Linked DNA regions of Mus musculus: region 1 is linked to region 2. Evidence: chromatin contacts called from public Micro-C data. All regions are on one chromosome and are shown on one strand. The core of a region is the stretch at or near the end of the contact, and the rest is flanking DNA. Distances in the headings are between cores, read along the strand shown.

Region 1 (6,944 bases), core at 51-2,550, 530 kb before region 2:
TAATCAATATAATGGTGATTTTGATGGCTCAGAGGCAATTACAGTGATACTATTCTGAATATATTTCACTTACCAATCTAATCGAATTTTCACTTACATCTGAAAATCTCTGAGTTTTCGGGGATACCAAAAATATCAAGTTCAATAAACTAGAGGAAAATAATTATTAAGGATATATTGAATTAGGGGCTGGAGAGATGGAGAAGGTGTAAGATCACCTGCTGCTTCAGTTCGAAGCTCCAACATGGAGTCTCACATGCATGGGGAATATGAGGCCTTTTTCTAGCCTCCATAGGCACTTCATGTATGTACAGCTACATGCATACATGCATAAATAGATGCATACATAGATACATACATACAAAAATAAAGTATACATAGCATTGATTTTTATAAGGTATATCTACTTTAAATATCATTTTAACATCTTGATTTATTTTTGATAACACTGTTCTTGATGTGTTATTTCTGAACAACTTTATAAATTCTAGTTTCTAGCACTACCTGTAGGTAAAAACTAAATTAATTAGTTAAGTTTAGAAACAAATCATCTAACAAGGAAACATTTGAGGGAAATATATGAGGAGCACATGGGCATTGAATAAAAATTTGTAGTCACCTTGAACCCACAGAATCATTAGAAAATAAAGGTTCATTGTTAAAGCAGCATCATGGGCTAAAGAAACCAAATAGAACACTCACAATGGTGGCTATAGGCTCACAGGATTTAGTGAGTTCCATATATGCACCTTTTGCCAGTAAAAATCTCAGCATCACATTACAAAACCTCACTTCATTGTATAGCACGGTAGCATGCTGAACACCAAGGAAAGACACCGTACCACATCTCATCCCCACAACGTAAAGCTATCAGAGTATATGATGCCAGGGAAACTCAGCCATGAATACAGTGTTGGTTTCTTTGTTTGTTTGCTTGTTTGTTTTTTACATTGTAAATCAAGAAATGTAGAACACTTTTTAAAATAAAGCTTTGAAGTTGTATCCTTTCAATTACAAAAGACAAAACAAAAGTGTGCAAACAGTCCAGCCAGAGGACTGATACATGATCTCTCAGGGCCTTTTACACAGCAGATTCCAATCACACCTCCAGGAGCACACGTAAGAAACTTAACGACATCTTGCCTCTTTCCTTGTAGTTAACAATTGAGACTCTTTTCATAGGTCTCCATTCTGCCAAAACATTTTCTGAATACAAGCTGGCAGTGCTAGAGAAGTTGTCTTCTTTCTTTCCAAGGCTTTACATTGGTAGCCAAAGTGTCTTTGTTGCTCAAATAATCTATGCCATCTGCCAGCAGCCTCTATCCTGAGGGCCATCTGCCAGCCTCTCTGTGGCTAGCCCAGGACATGCTGCCTGTGTGCTGTTTAAAGGGCTCTTTTATGGGAGCAGAGATGAGAACACTCACAACAGCCCCTTTCCATATAACTAATCTTGGTCATCGGCCTCAACACTGGTCTCTAGCAAGACTGGCTCTAAGGACTGCAAACTGCCTTTATTTGTTCTTTCCTATTAGAAAATGGTAGCTAGAGAATGGTAATACAACCAATTGTTAATGACATGTTTGTAGACCTGTGTTTCCTTTTTGGTTTTATATGGTAGTCTCAATTATAATGAATTATTTTTCAGGTAAACAAGAAAAGGAGAGAAAACAATCCTTATTTCTTAAGTGAGTCCGGGTTATTTTAAAAGCTAACTTCTGGCAGAAATTACTAATTCAGTTGAGTGTTATTAACAGTATAATTTAACTTTATGCTGTTCTGCACTGTTCTTCATCGTAATCTACTTAAAATTCCTGATTTTAAAGTAGCATCAACAGGGCTACAGAAGAGTCTCCTAGGGAGGTTAAGCCTAAGAGTTCCATTAATGTCTCCCTAAGGCCACCAGGAAATTCCTTAAAGCAAAGGAGTGCCAGGCTTTTCGGTGGGATTATGCTCCGGCTTTTGTCTTTCTAGAGTACTGATTACTGGGATTTACTCTATGTCTCCATCACTGCCAGCCTGGAGGGGAGGCCCCTTATTCCCAATCACTCATCAGAAATCCCAGGATAGGCAAGTACCAGGAATTGTGAAAGCCTTTGCTATCCCAGTATCAAAATTAAATTAGCATTTAACTGAATGTGTAGAATCAAGTTCACACAGAACAATTGACTGCACTTCCCAAACGCTAGAAAACATTCTCATTTTAAGCAGCAGCATCTAGCCATATCCCATTCTCTTGGTAATTTTCTCCAAAGGCGGATGTGATCTTTATATGGGTGGAGAAGACTCTCAATGTATTTCTCTATGCAATTCTTTTACATTGGTTAGCTTTGTAAACCGCACATCTTGACCCAGGAACATATAGTTTTTTCCATCAGTTCCTAAAAATGTACCATGTATTCTGACTCTAAAACATATATAATCAAAAGCTTCTAACATTCATGTTCCAGATTTCTATTCACAATGGAACAGTATACACTTGGTAGAGGAATAGCACTAAGTACATTTACACAATTGTTGTCATTATTTCTATTTTGCCTACTTGAATAAAAAGAATGCACCTATTAAGCCTTGTTCTTTAGTGTCACTTTTTTTTGCCTCAAAATATATCATTTACAAAATAATTCATTTAAGAACAGTAATTGAGTCACACATACAATTTTATATCAAATGGCTAGTGAGATGGCTTAGTCCTTTCCTCCAAGACTGGCAACCTCAGTGCAATCTCTGGGACCCATAAAATAGGAGGAAACCCCTCTCACAAGTTTCTCTCTGACCTCCACACTTGTGCCTTGGTACGTATGCCTATACTAACGCATGCACAAAGGGGTATGCGAATAAGTAAAGGAATGTAAAAGGTAAGTGAAATGTTTTGATTACAACTCAGTGAATTTTAGAACTAAGCAAGTTCTTAATGAACTGCATGTACCAGCCTGTATTCTGAAGATAACTCCAGTCCTGTGGCTCCTGCACAGACTCAGGCTGACCAATGGAGCTCTGCCACTCATAAGGGATGCTTCTTTTTGCAAGAGAAAGACTATTGCAGAGATTCACATTGGTCAAAGGCAGAGAATGAGAGTCTAGGAGGTGCCCAGCTCCAGTTGATATATATCTACAGAGCAAGACTCAGGGAAAAATCTTAGACAATTTCTAAGAGCCAGAGGACCAGGCCACCTGCTGCTCAACAATGTCTTTTAGATATGACAGGAAAGGAGTAGTCACAAAATTTCAAAAATATAGTTACCTAAACAAAACCTGCATAATGACAGCAATTGGCATGCTATTGGGGGACATGGGAAATACTACCAGGTCCAAGACCTATATGAAGTGTCAGACAATGAATAACTGCTGAGAGAGGACCAGCTCTCTCACACGTTGTCCATCCCCAGTGGTCTTTTATAATCTTATCTACTGGGGCTGGAGAGACGGCTCGGCCGTTAAGAACACTGACTGCTCTTCTGGAGGTCCTGAGTTCAAATTCCAGCAACCACATGGTGGCTCACAACCATCCATATAGCTACAGTGTACTCATATACATAAAACGAGTAAATAAAAACCTTAAAAAAATAAAAAAAATAAAAAAATAAACTTATCTACTTCTGACCAATATTAAATGGACTTGGTAGACTGCACATTATTTAACAAAAATCATTAAATATAGCAATAAAATTCAAGGAGATGGGGCTTTGAATTTGAGGGGAGTGAGGATAACACAGGAGTTACAGCTGTGGTTCCCAACCCTTCTAATGCTGTGACCCTGTAACACAGTTCCTTGTTGGTGATGCCCAGCCATAAAATTATTTCATTGCTACTTCAAAACTCTTATTTTGCAACTGCTATGAATCATAAATACCTGATGTGAGCCCATGGGGTCGTGGCCCACAGGTTGAAAACAACTGAGTTAGAAGCAATGGAGAGAAAGAGAAATGCTATGAATATCCAAATGTGTGAATGCCCATGTATGAAATATCCAAATATATCAAAATAAAAATTAAGAACAATGCCTCAATCATGAAACCAGGCACAGTCATTTATCCCAGCACTCAGAAGGCAGAGTGAAGTAAATCTCTGTGGAGTCAAAGCCAGCCTGGCCTATACAGCAAATTCCAGGCCAACCAAAGAAATAATCTATTAAGCTCATTTTAAACTAAACTATGATTAAGGGTATTGCACTGACATGTTTTTACATGTCTATAACCATATATATATACATATACATATACATATACATATACATATACATATACATATACATATATATACACACACACACACATACATATATATATATATACACATATATATATATACATATACACACACATATATAATACAATATATTATATATAATACAATATATTATATAGATATTGCTTGTAGTTTCCTACTTTATTATTTTCCTTCAACTGTGCAAATTCCCATACTACTATATTTTGCTAACTTTAATATCTATCTTTTAATGGTAAGAGTTTCTTTTGATCAATGCTACACAAGAAGAAAACATATAATAAACAAAGTGGCTTATTTTGAACATTTCGGCTTTCTTTTAAAATTTTTTTTTTATATTTTGAGATGATAATTACATAGTTTCTCTCCTTCCATCCCTCCAAACCCTCTCATACATGCTGCTTTGCTCTTCAAATTCATGGCCATTGTCAATAATGTTGTCACACACACATACACACACATATACGTATATTCCTCAATACATAAACTCAACCTACTCTGTATAATGGTACTCCCATGTATGCTTCCAGGGCTGCCCGACTGGGGTTAGGTAAGCAGCTGCTGTGCTTCTCTGGGGAAGACTAGTTCTCCCACTCCCAGCACTCCTTAATTGCTGGTTGCCCTCGTGTCGGTTTGAAGCTTCATGGGCTTTCCAACATCTCCTTTGGTGTGTGGCATGTCTTCTGGTGTCGTCCTTGTTCTGCTCCTGTTTAGGCAGCCATGCTGTTGAGACTCTATGGGTTCAGCTATTACTAGGAGACACAATCTTACAGCAGACTCTCTGATCCTTGGGCTTTTTCAGTATTTCCATCCCCTCTTCCACCATGTTTCCTGAGCCTTAGGTGTATGAGTTGTTTTGTAGATGCATCCATTGGAACTGGAGTTCACAACCCTGTGATCTGATTGGTCTCTATCTGTTGTAAACAGAACTTTCCTTTGTGTTACACTTGTCTTTGGATATAAGGAAAATATTTAGAATGCAATTAGACATTGTGCTGGTTTAATAACGTAGTGGGTTATAGGTTCTCCTCCGAGATCCATGACTTTGCTCACCATGGGTAGTTGGCTAACTTTCCATGAGCAGGTATGATCATCCTCTCATTGAGTGACCTTAATCCTAACAATAGAGCAGGAGCTTACCACCACCATTTACTTTTAAAATTATATAAACTCATTCAATTTCTTCCAAATTCTCTCCATTTATATTTCTCGGGACTAGTTTGTTTTGGTCTCTATTTGTGAGATATAAAATAAAGGTCACCATCCTAGGCCCCAGTGCTAATAACACAAATGAGCACATATGCTAGGCATTTAATAAATATCAGCTAAAAGTCATAAAAAGAAAAAAACTCTAGTGAGTATCAGTTTTAGGAGTTAGATGTGACAGACACACATGTAATTCTAGCACATGGATGTCTGACCTAGAAGCAACATAATTTTGTGGCCAGTATGGAAGAAATACTAGAGACCCTCTTTCCAAAAAAATATTTTTGGTTGAAATATGCAGATGAAGTCATGTGAATACTGCTAAGATGAAAACAATGCGTGATTTTGTGACAGCTAAAAGCAATAACTGTTCTGAACCATAAAACTGCTTAATAATTCTAATTGATGTAATAAACAAATGTGTTTTAAACAGACATGATATATTTGGATACTTGGGTCTGACAGAGATCTTACCATATAATAAAGAGATGACTGTGATATAATTGAAAATCTGGTAAAATGAGTGACTAACTTATATTAGTTTAAATTTATTGAATTCATTTAGAATATGAGAAGTTGGTGGCTGTATACACAGAAGCACTCTGATGACCACAGTCATTAAGACAAATCCAAGTTTGCAATGACTCCACAACCAACCATTCTCTCAGGCGAGTAGGAACTTCTGGCGAATGCCCTGCTACTGAAGCTGAGTCTCTATGGGATTCGCATGCATCCCTGCTTAGTGCAATATCATGACATTTGGGAACAGAGAAGCAAGGAAGCCATGGTCAGCTTTTGACACCACATCTACTTTGATTTGTGTCACAAGACCCAACTCAAGGAGACCCCTCCATTTCCAGTAGAAAGAAAGACTATTTCTGAAGAAGCAGGGACAAATGGGTGGTTTAGAACAAACTAGACTTGCTACATAAATCCCTCAGCCTGGGTCATCAGCTTTGCATTACAATGTTTGTCTAATATTTCTCTACAAATATACCATACAGTCCTTGATCCATCTCAGCAAAGAAAAACAGTTAACTTTTCATGTTTCTTTGAGGCTTTGTATACTTCTAAAGGATCAAGTATATTTTAATGATACTTACATGCTTCTAGCTTGTTGATGGATCTTTTTGTTTTATAACATCCATGAACTTAGTGATGAGTAAAGAAAGACTTTTCCCCTACATTTTCTTCATACAGTATGACTGCATAAAATACCAGTAGCTAACAAGAACATAATAGTCTTCATTCTCAAGAAAAGGAGGGGGGCCTTTCATGAAATGAATGGTATTTACTTATGAACTGGTAGAGGTTGCCAAGAATCCTGACAATGGAATTAAGTGAAGGAACTTAGAAAAGAAATGTTGGAAGTTCACTGTGCAAAAAATGGGTATTATTGAAAACTCTTTAGCAGTTACTAGTAATGGATGGAACGGTCTTTCTTAGATTTAAAAGGAGAAACCGCTGAAATAAAGCACCTGATTGTAACACCATAGATATGTTGCTGTGTTTCT
Region 2 (7,002 bases), core at 793-3,292:
TCTAGCAGAAGGTCAGGCCTTAGGGGACCAGGAGCATCTTGGGTTGGATTGTAAGACAGGATGCTGTCAAGCACCTTTCAACCATAGCTGCTGGCCTCCGCCACGGGGCCTGGGCCGGGCTGCTCTTATCTGCATTGTGCAGTGCTCTATGGCGTGCCTTGCACCCGGGGTTTGTTAAAATAACTATGATGATGGTAAATACAGATTAAAATAAAGTGTGGAGAAGCCGAGCCTATTAACTCACCTTGAGGTCTCAGGCCTGGTGGAGAATCCAGGCAGAACAAATGGCGCCACGATGCTCCAAGCCAAAAGCCCCCAGTGGGAAGACTGTGGGATCAGCATGAGCGGAGGAATTAACCACGCACTCCCTTTAATGTTCATCAGAACCGAACGCTGCCAATTTACAGCACTTCAGCACTTCGGGGCCTCTTAGAGTCTTTCCAATTATGCTAGTTGGGAGGTGACTGGCCCGTGGTCCCTGTGGTGAGATTGTGGAAGCAGAACTGAGCACCAGAGTCCTGGGGTTCCAATGTGCCAGTCCTAATGAAGCCGCATTGTTCAGCCCATTCTTCTGCCCACAACCCCTGCACCCGATTAGCATTTCCTCTGCTGGGTTTCCCCCGAACTCAAACTGGAGAGAAGGAATGGACCGTTCGCACAGCCAACTCCGGGAGCAGAGTGTGCGGAGCCTTATATTTCTAGTTAAAAAGCAATAAATCTTAAGTCAGGTAATGAATTCCATTCTGAGTAATTTCATTATGGATGTCTATTCAGAGGTTCTACAACACAGGCAGGGTGACTGGAAAACCTGCTCTAATGTGCTGGCTTTTTTCCTTGTGCCAAATTAATGGTGAAGGCCTTTGAAGGGATGCTTCATTTAGGCTTTCTTATTATCAAAAATATTCTACAAGCTGGAGCCGGGGCCTGAGTGCAGTTGTATTGCAGAGGGAGATCTTAATCTTGGATCGATGGCTGGCAGAAGTCCACTACTAAGGGAGCCCTGCGCTCTGCAATGCAGACTTCCACCCCAGGCCTGGCAGCTCTCTGTTGGGGTCTAGAAGGGAAGCATTCGGGAGGAAGGTCTGGGGAGTGATGCTAACAAGCAGACTTCCTCTGTGGGGTTTCTTTTAGTAAGTCCTGCAGGACCAAGATGATTTATATGCGTTTGGGTCCATGTCCTTCTCTCCGGCTCAAACTCTGTCTTCCACGTTTTCTTGCCATGATGTTATATTCCCACTCTAGAACCTTAAATTGTCCTCCCTGGGATTCAGTGTGCTTCCCTACCTTAACACACACGTTCCTCACCTGGTCTCTTGACCCGCGCTTCTGATTCAGTAGCTGCGAGGTGCCGGGTCCCAGACTCTGCTAATGTAATAAGTCCCAAGCTAGACCACACTTGGAGTTGGAAGGCCTGAGAATACACCAGTGCTCAAACTTGGACTTGCCTGAGAATCACCAAAGGGTCTGTTAAAACAGAGATTCTGAGCCTCACCCTGAGTTTCTGACTCTATGAGTCTGGGAACCCGACCAAGATTTGCATTTCCCATCAGTTCCCACCGATGCTAAAGCTGCCTCCCGGTCGGTCGAGGCTGCTCACTTGAGAACCGTGGCTCCCGAGTGATAGATCTCAGTGTTGCCTGCGCATACCTATCAACCAAATAAACATGAGAAGATAGACATAAATTCCTAGCTCCAGCCCAGCCCTAATGAAAACAGAATTCGGAGTTGGAGTCTCCTCTGCTGCGGCACTCATGATATGTTACGATGGAGAGAGAGCCGCATTGCTCTGAACCATGGCTGCAGCATAGCTTCTCTATGGACAGATGGGAAAACAGGTCTAGGCACTCTTCCTCTAGTGTGCATGGTACTGTCCTATCCCAGAACTTGGGTTAAACAGGTTCTTTTTATTCAGATTACCTCCTCTGTGCTCTGTCAACACCGCCTCTACCGCCATCTATTTCCTGGTTCATCTCACCCCGCACTGAGGTTTCCTGAGCAGCTGGGTGCTGTCCATTCTGAGCGTCCTCTAGACAGTGTTTCTTAATTCCAGGAGTGACTTGCATTCCGACCTCCCTTCCTCGCCCCTCCCTCCTTCAGTTCCCTGTCCTTTTGAACAACCCTTGCAAGACCCGTGTCTGCACTAGGCTTGCTGGTCATGCTTTGTGAGTTAGGTCTTGCTCATTCCGCAGGCACCCTTCAAAGCTTTGGGGTCCATTTCACCCCCTGTCAGCAAGTCCTGTTCTCATATCAATGGAATTGTTCTGTTTGTTACTCTGTGGTCCTGGACATGTGCCTTCTTCATCTCTCCTACTCACAGGCTGTCTGAGTGTAGGGATTAGATCATGCACATCTGTATCTGAGTGTAGGGATTAGATCATGCACATCTGTATACGCCTGCACCTTTCACCTCGACACAGGTGCTCACTTTTTAAAAATGAGGCCCATGGAAAACGCAGCAGCACTGCAGTCACCTGCAAACTGGCCTACGTTGCAGACTCTCAGTCTCCACCCACATCCATGAATCAGCATCTACATTTTAACAAGAGGTGTGAGAAGCTGTGCACTCTAGGGGAAAACGGCAAAATAGTTAAGAGAAATGGCTTCTGGTCTAGACCTTGAGGCTTGGGATGTTGGAGTGAGTATCAACACCATCTCTCCACATCTCCAGTGGGAATAAATACAACTAATAAAAGTCTCCTTATCCAGGAGCATTAGCGAAGAAAAGAAAATGTAAGTAAACCCCTCAGAACATTGAAGCACTCAATAATGCAACATCAGCTATCATTGCCCAATTAAAAGTGGTTAACTTTAATTGAATTCTAACTGCTACCTACAATAGACAAGAAAAATGAATCACGGCTCTGCATGGATTTCAGAAACATGAAATGTCAAAGGTAATAAATAAAAATATTAAAAGCCCTTTAGCAATCATTAAGGAGAATACCGAATAATTCCTGTATCAAGCCGTAAGCGCTCCGGTGCGGTGAAACCTTTAAAATAACCATCCCCCAGTTTTTTGCTGTGTCACTAGCTTTTCTTCTCCTGTGCAGTCTTTTCGGGCTGCTTTATTCTGCTCCACCTAAAGAATAACTTCATATAGTGAATTTTGTTTCTCAAGACTCTTGGATCTCCCTGTTGCCTTCAGGATTACCTGAGCGGCCATAAACCGCTGGGCTTGCTTGGCTGAAACCTGTGCACACACTGCCCCCTAGCGGGTCCTTTCTGTCATCACGCTGAAAGCCAAACCAAAAAAAAAAAATAAAAAAACAGACCAAAACAAAAAACCGAGAGCAATCCCTCGGCTTGCCCCTGGCTCAACATAAAAGCTCTGACTGCCTGCCCAGCTTTAAAACTAGCACCAAGCCACTGTGTGCATGAAGCAATAATAATTTGCAGTATTGTTGGAATTTACTAGAATCTGTGAGGCAGAATCTAATATCTAATACTTGGGTTTAATTCCCTCAAATGTTAGAAATGAAGATATTAACAGTGAGTCTAGAATGAAGATTAATTTGAACAGTACACATCCGTGTCTCACAGTGTGTCCAAAGCTTACTCTGCTAAGGGATGACTGGGTGACGTTATCAGCTGAGGGGATTTGTTCAACAAATGGAGTTTGAGAGGCTACTTTGTACTGAACAGAGTTTTCACACCCAAACCCCTGCTCTTAAGGGAGTGACATTCCAATTAATATCTGTGACCATCTATCATCATCTCTCAGATGTCCCTCAGGGCTTCCTGGGAGTTTCTTTTGGCTCCCAGGAGGTGTGAACTTGCCTTGGAGCAGAAACTAAGGGTATTTGTGTCTTGGTGACTCCCAATCCTCACCCTATGATATACCACTCCCTCATGCTCCACCCCTCATGCCCCCCACGCCCCGCCCTATTTTTCATGTCATCCAATGGGCTGCTTTGACTTTTTCTTCCTTTCTGTTTTGCTCCTTATCGAATCATTTTAAAGTTTAGTGGTTTTGTTGACTTTGTCTGTGTGTTCCTGGCCTCACTCTAAGCCTCCTTGGAGCATTACCAACTGTACACAAAGCCAATACCGAAAACTAACCCCAGCACGACCTCAGCCTTGCTTTGCTCTGTGTCACTTTGGGCTCCTGTCAGCACTCCCATAGGTACAGATCTAATTTCCCATCTCTTTGACTTAGATGAAAACCTCAGCTGCTCCGTGTGAGAAATAAACATTCAATAATATACAGGTTGCAATGTTGCTATACATATGTGCCAGGAAATATAATGTTTTGTCATTATATCTCTATCTGTCTGTCTGTCTGTCTGTCTGTCTGTCTGCGTGCGTGCGTGCGTGCGTGTGTGCGTGTGTGTGTGTGTGTGTGTGTGTGAGTGAGTGTGTGTGTGTGTAGGTGTGTTGCTGTCTGTCATGGGATCTTTGTCTTGGCTCTGGAGTAAAGAGAAAGCAATGCCTCTGTCCCCATGCTCATTCTGACTCCATCTGCTAGTCTCCTAAGCATCCTTCCTGCTACTTCTAATTTCCTTCTGTCACTCCTTTAGAAAGAACACCACCAAACCCCACTGTTCTTGGTCTCTTGGTGTCAGAATTCCTTTGCCTGGGAAGTTGTTGATAGAGTCAACTTGTGACCTTCCTAATCTTTGATCCCTTCCTGGGGTCCTAGCTGAGATGGTGATGGAGCAGACGGTGAGGCTAGAAACTATCTAACCCAGCATGGCTCATGTGCCTGAATTCTAGGTGATCCTGTGTACAGGATTCCTTCTTTTTCAGGGCTCTCCAGAGATGAGACTGAAGGGTAGCACAGATAGGTCACTTTAGACCACACATTTCTTAGTCAGTGTCATCTATGAACCTTCCATGGCTGTCCCTCAAACCACTAAAAATCCATTCTTGGTATTCGATTTATGCCCCTCCATACTTTTCTTTTTCTTTTTAAAATTTATTTCATGTCTATGACTACACTGCAGCTGTCTTCAGACACACCAGAAGAGGGGCATCAGATCCCATTACAGATGGTTGTGAGCCACCATGTGGTTGCTGGGGCTTGAACTCAGGACCTTTGGAAGAGCAGTCAGTGCTCTTAACCGCTGAGCCATCTCTCCAGCCCTGCTCCTCTACTTTACATCTTGTTGACATCTTGTCTGTGGACTTTCTGATACTAGAGGAATGCTAGAGACATGGACAGGCTCTTGGTAAAGGAGACAGAGCTGGTCATAGTGGTACATGCTTACAGTCCCAGCATTCAAGTTGTGGAGGCAGAAGAATCATGATGGTAGGCCAGCCTTGTCTACACAACTAAGATATTGTTTTAAACAAACAAACAAACAAACAAACAAACAAACAAGGACTGTGGATGTAGTTCAGCTGTAGAGTGCTTATTCATCTCATGAGGCCCTGGTTCAATCACTGGCACTGAAAAATAATTGGCAGAGACATATATGGAGAATGGCCTGTTTACAGGCGTTGTGCATTTTAAAATCTTTAATAACCATACTGATAGTGGTTTCACAGATGAGAGACAGGAATCTTATTAGAGAGTCCATGTGAGTCCTTCAGCATTAGATAGCTCAACACAATAACAGCAGAATTTAAACCTACACTATACTAATTTTCCTTGGATAAGGGTCCTTATTTGAGACCCATCTGCACCCTTATTTGGAGAGTAAAACTGATAACTCATCCCAATGGTTAGGGAAACATTCTCTAACACACAGGTTAGAAACTGGGTTCATTATTGTTTGTATTTTCTCCATCGCTCTCATTAAGGCTGGAGTGTAGACATTTTCTCTCTGAGGCCGTATTACATAGGCTAGCCCACAGGATCCTCCCTCCCCCAATTACCTCTACCACCTAGCCAAAGGCCAACTTTTAGCTTTGAATTTTTGACCCTAGCCAGCCAGACCAATGAGTGCCCCCATGAGCCAGCAGTAGAGAAAGGGGCAGAAACAAACACTTGAAGTGTCTGTCAGTGGTTCCCTAACAAATAGCTACAGGTCAGCCGCTGTGTCCGTCCACCCGAGCTTCTAAAGGACACCTCCTGCACTCTCTTTCCTGTTCTGGAAAATGACACCGAAACGGTAATGAGCTTAGAGGAAGCCAGACAGACAGGAAAGAAACAAGCTCTTGGGTGTGGGTGCTTGCGGAAGACTTTGGGGGACCATCTGTCCCTTGGGAAAGCGCTTATTTGATTCAGTCCTGATCAACAGTTACTCTCAATCTCATTAGTGGGGAAGGAACATGGGGATTCATTTCAGAGTGGACTTTAACTAGGATGACAGCCGCGGGGAGTGGCTCCAAGAGGCTCCTTTGACAAGGGCCACTGATGATGTAAGAGGTGTTCTAGTGAGGATTTCCTGGAGCAAAGACAGAGCTGATGGATATTATTTTTAGATCGTACTGGTATTTTTAGTGAAAGTTCAACAGCTTTTCCATTTTTGGGTGTGTGGAGGGGAAAGAGATGACTTCCTAGAGATAGTCATTTCCTCTGCTGGGAAAGAGATCTAGAGGCGCTCCAGGTTGCAGGAAGCGCCTAGGAGGGTAAACACTGCTGACATAATGGGAACACAGACTGGACTGCTGCTGTGTGTCAGGGCCCACATTCCTTCCTGGCCTTTGGACCCCGGTTAGAGGGGTTGTGCTTCCTGTTTTTGGCTCTTTCCACTTCCGGGACCGACTCTGGAGAATAAATCATAAGAAATGTCCGAGTAAGCACGCGTAGCTACAGACACCAGACAGTGCTTTGGTGGCAAGAAATGCTGACTGTGCCCTGGCAGCCTCCAGAACAGCTGAGTCATCTCTCCCTCTTCAAGGTGCTTCCAGAAGAGAAGCCAAGTCAGGTCGGTTCCAGTGTTATAATACTGTAATCCTCATCTGAAACCCACTTGCCTGCCAGAGATGCCCTTAGTGCCTGGATCACATCCACTGGGCCCATCTCACTGATCTCCTCCGCATTGTGCTGTGACTCTGGTACCTCCCTCTCCCTCTGGGATGCCAGTGAAGACTGTCCTGTTCTGTGCCTGTGTGCCT

The links. A called contact is a pair of places that touch in the nucleus more often than the background predicts.
Region 1: a contact with region 2 is called in a Micro-C map of stem cell-derived neural progenitor cells, with 4 times the contacts expected there. The contact joins the enhancer-like site here to the promoter of 9530026F06Rik in region 2. A contact is called at or near these places in 1 of 15 datasets of contacts at CTCF or cohesin (stem cell-derived epiblast-like cells), 28 of 484 Hi-C or Micro-C datasets (the AML12 cell line, the N1E-115 cell line, Sertoli cells and 17 more) and 3 of 115 datasets of contacts at active chromatin or transcription factors (embryonic basal ganglia, embryonic forebrain and neural progenitor cells).

Annotation. Positions count from the first base shown.
Region 1 is chr1:61,907,512-61,914,455 of GRCm38.p6, reverse strand. The region is part of intron 2 of Pard3b (par-3 family cell polarity regulator beta); the gene reads right to left. Among named protein-coding and RNA genes, the nearest start is that of Pard3bos1, 46 kb to the right of the region's middle. Within about 2 kb of position 1,300, at least 21 of the 459 cell types and tissues checked have an H3K27ac peak or open chromatin away from gene starts, as enhancers often do. A contact at or near this core is called in cerebellum, embryonic forebrain, neural progenitor cells and 1 more, where this site is marked.
Region 2 is chr1:61,373,472-61,380,473 of GRCm38.p6, reverse strand. 9530026F06Rik (RIKEN cDNA 9530026F06 gene) reads right to left here and starts at 2,042. Exons shown (of 5, transcript NR_040483.1): 1 at 1,918-2,042; 2 at 1,306-1,464; 3 at 245-478.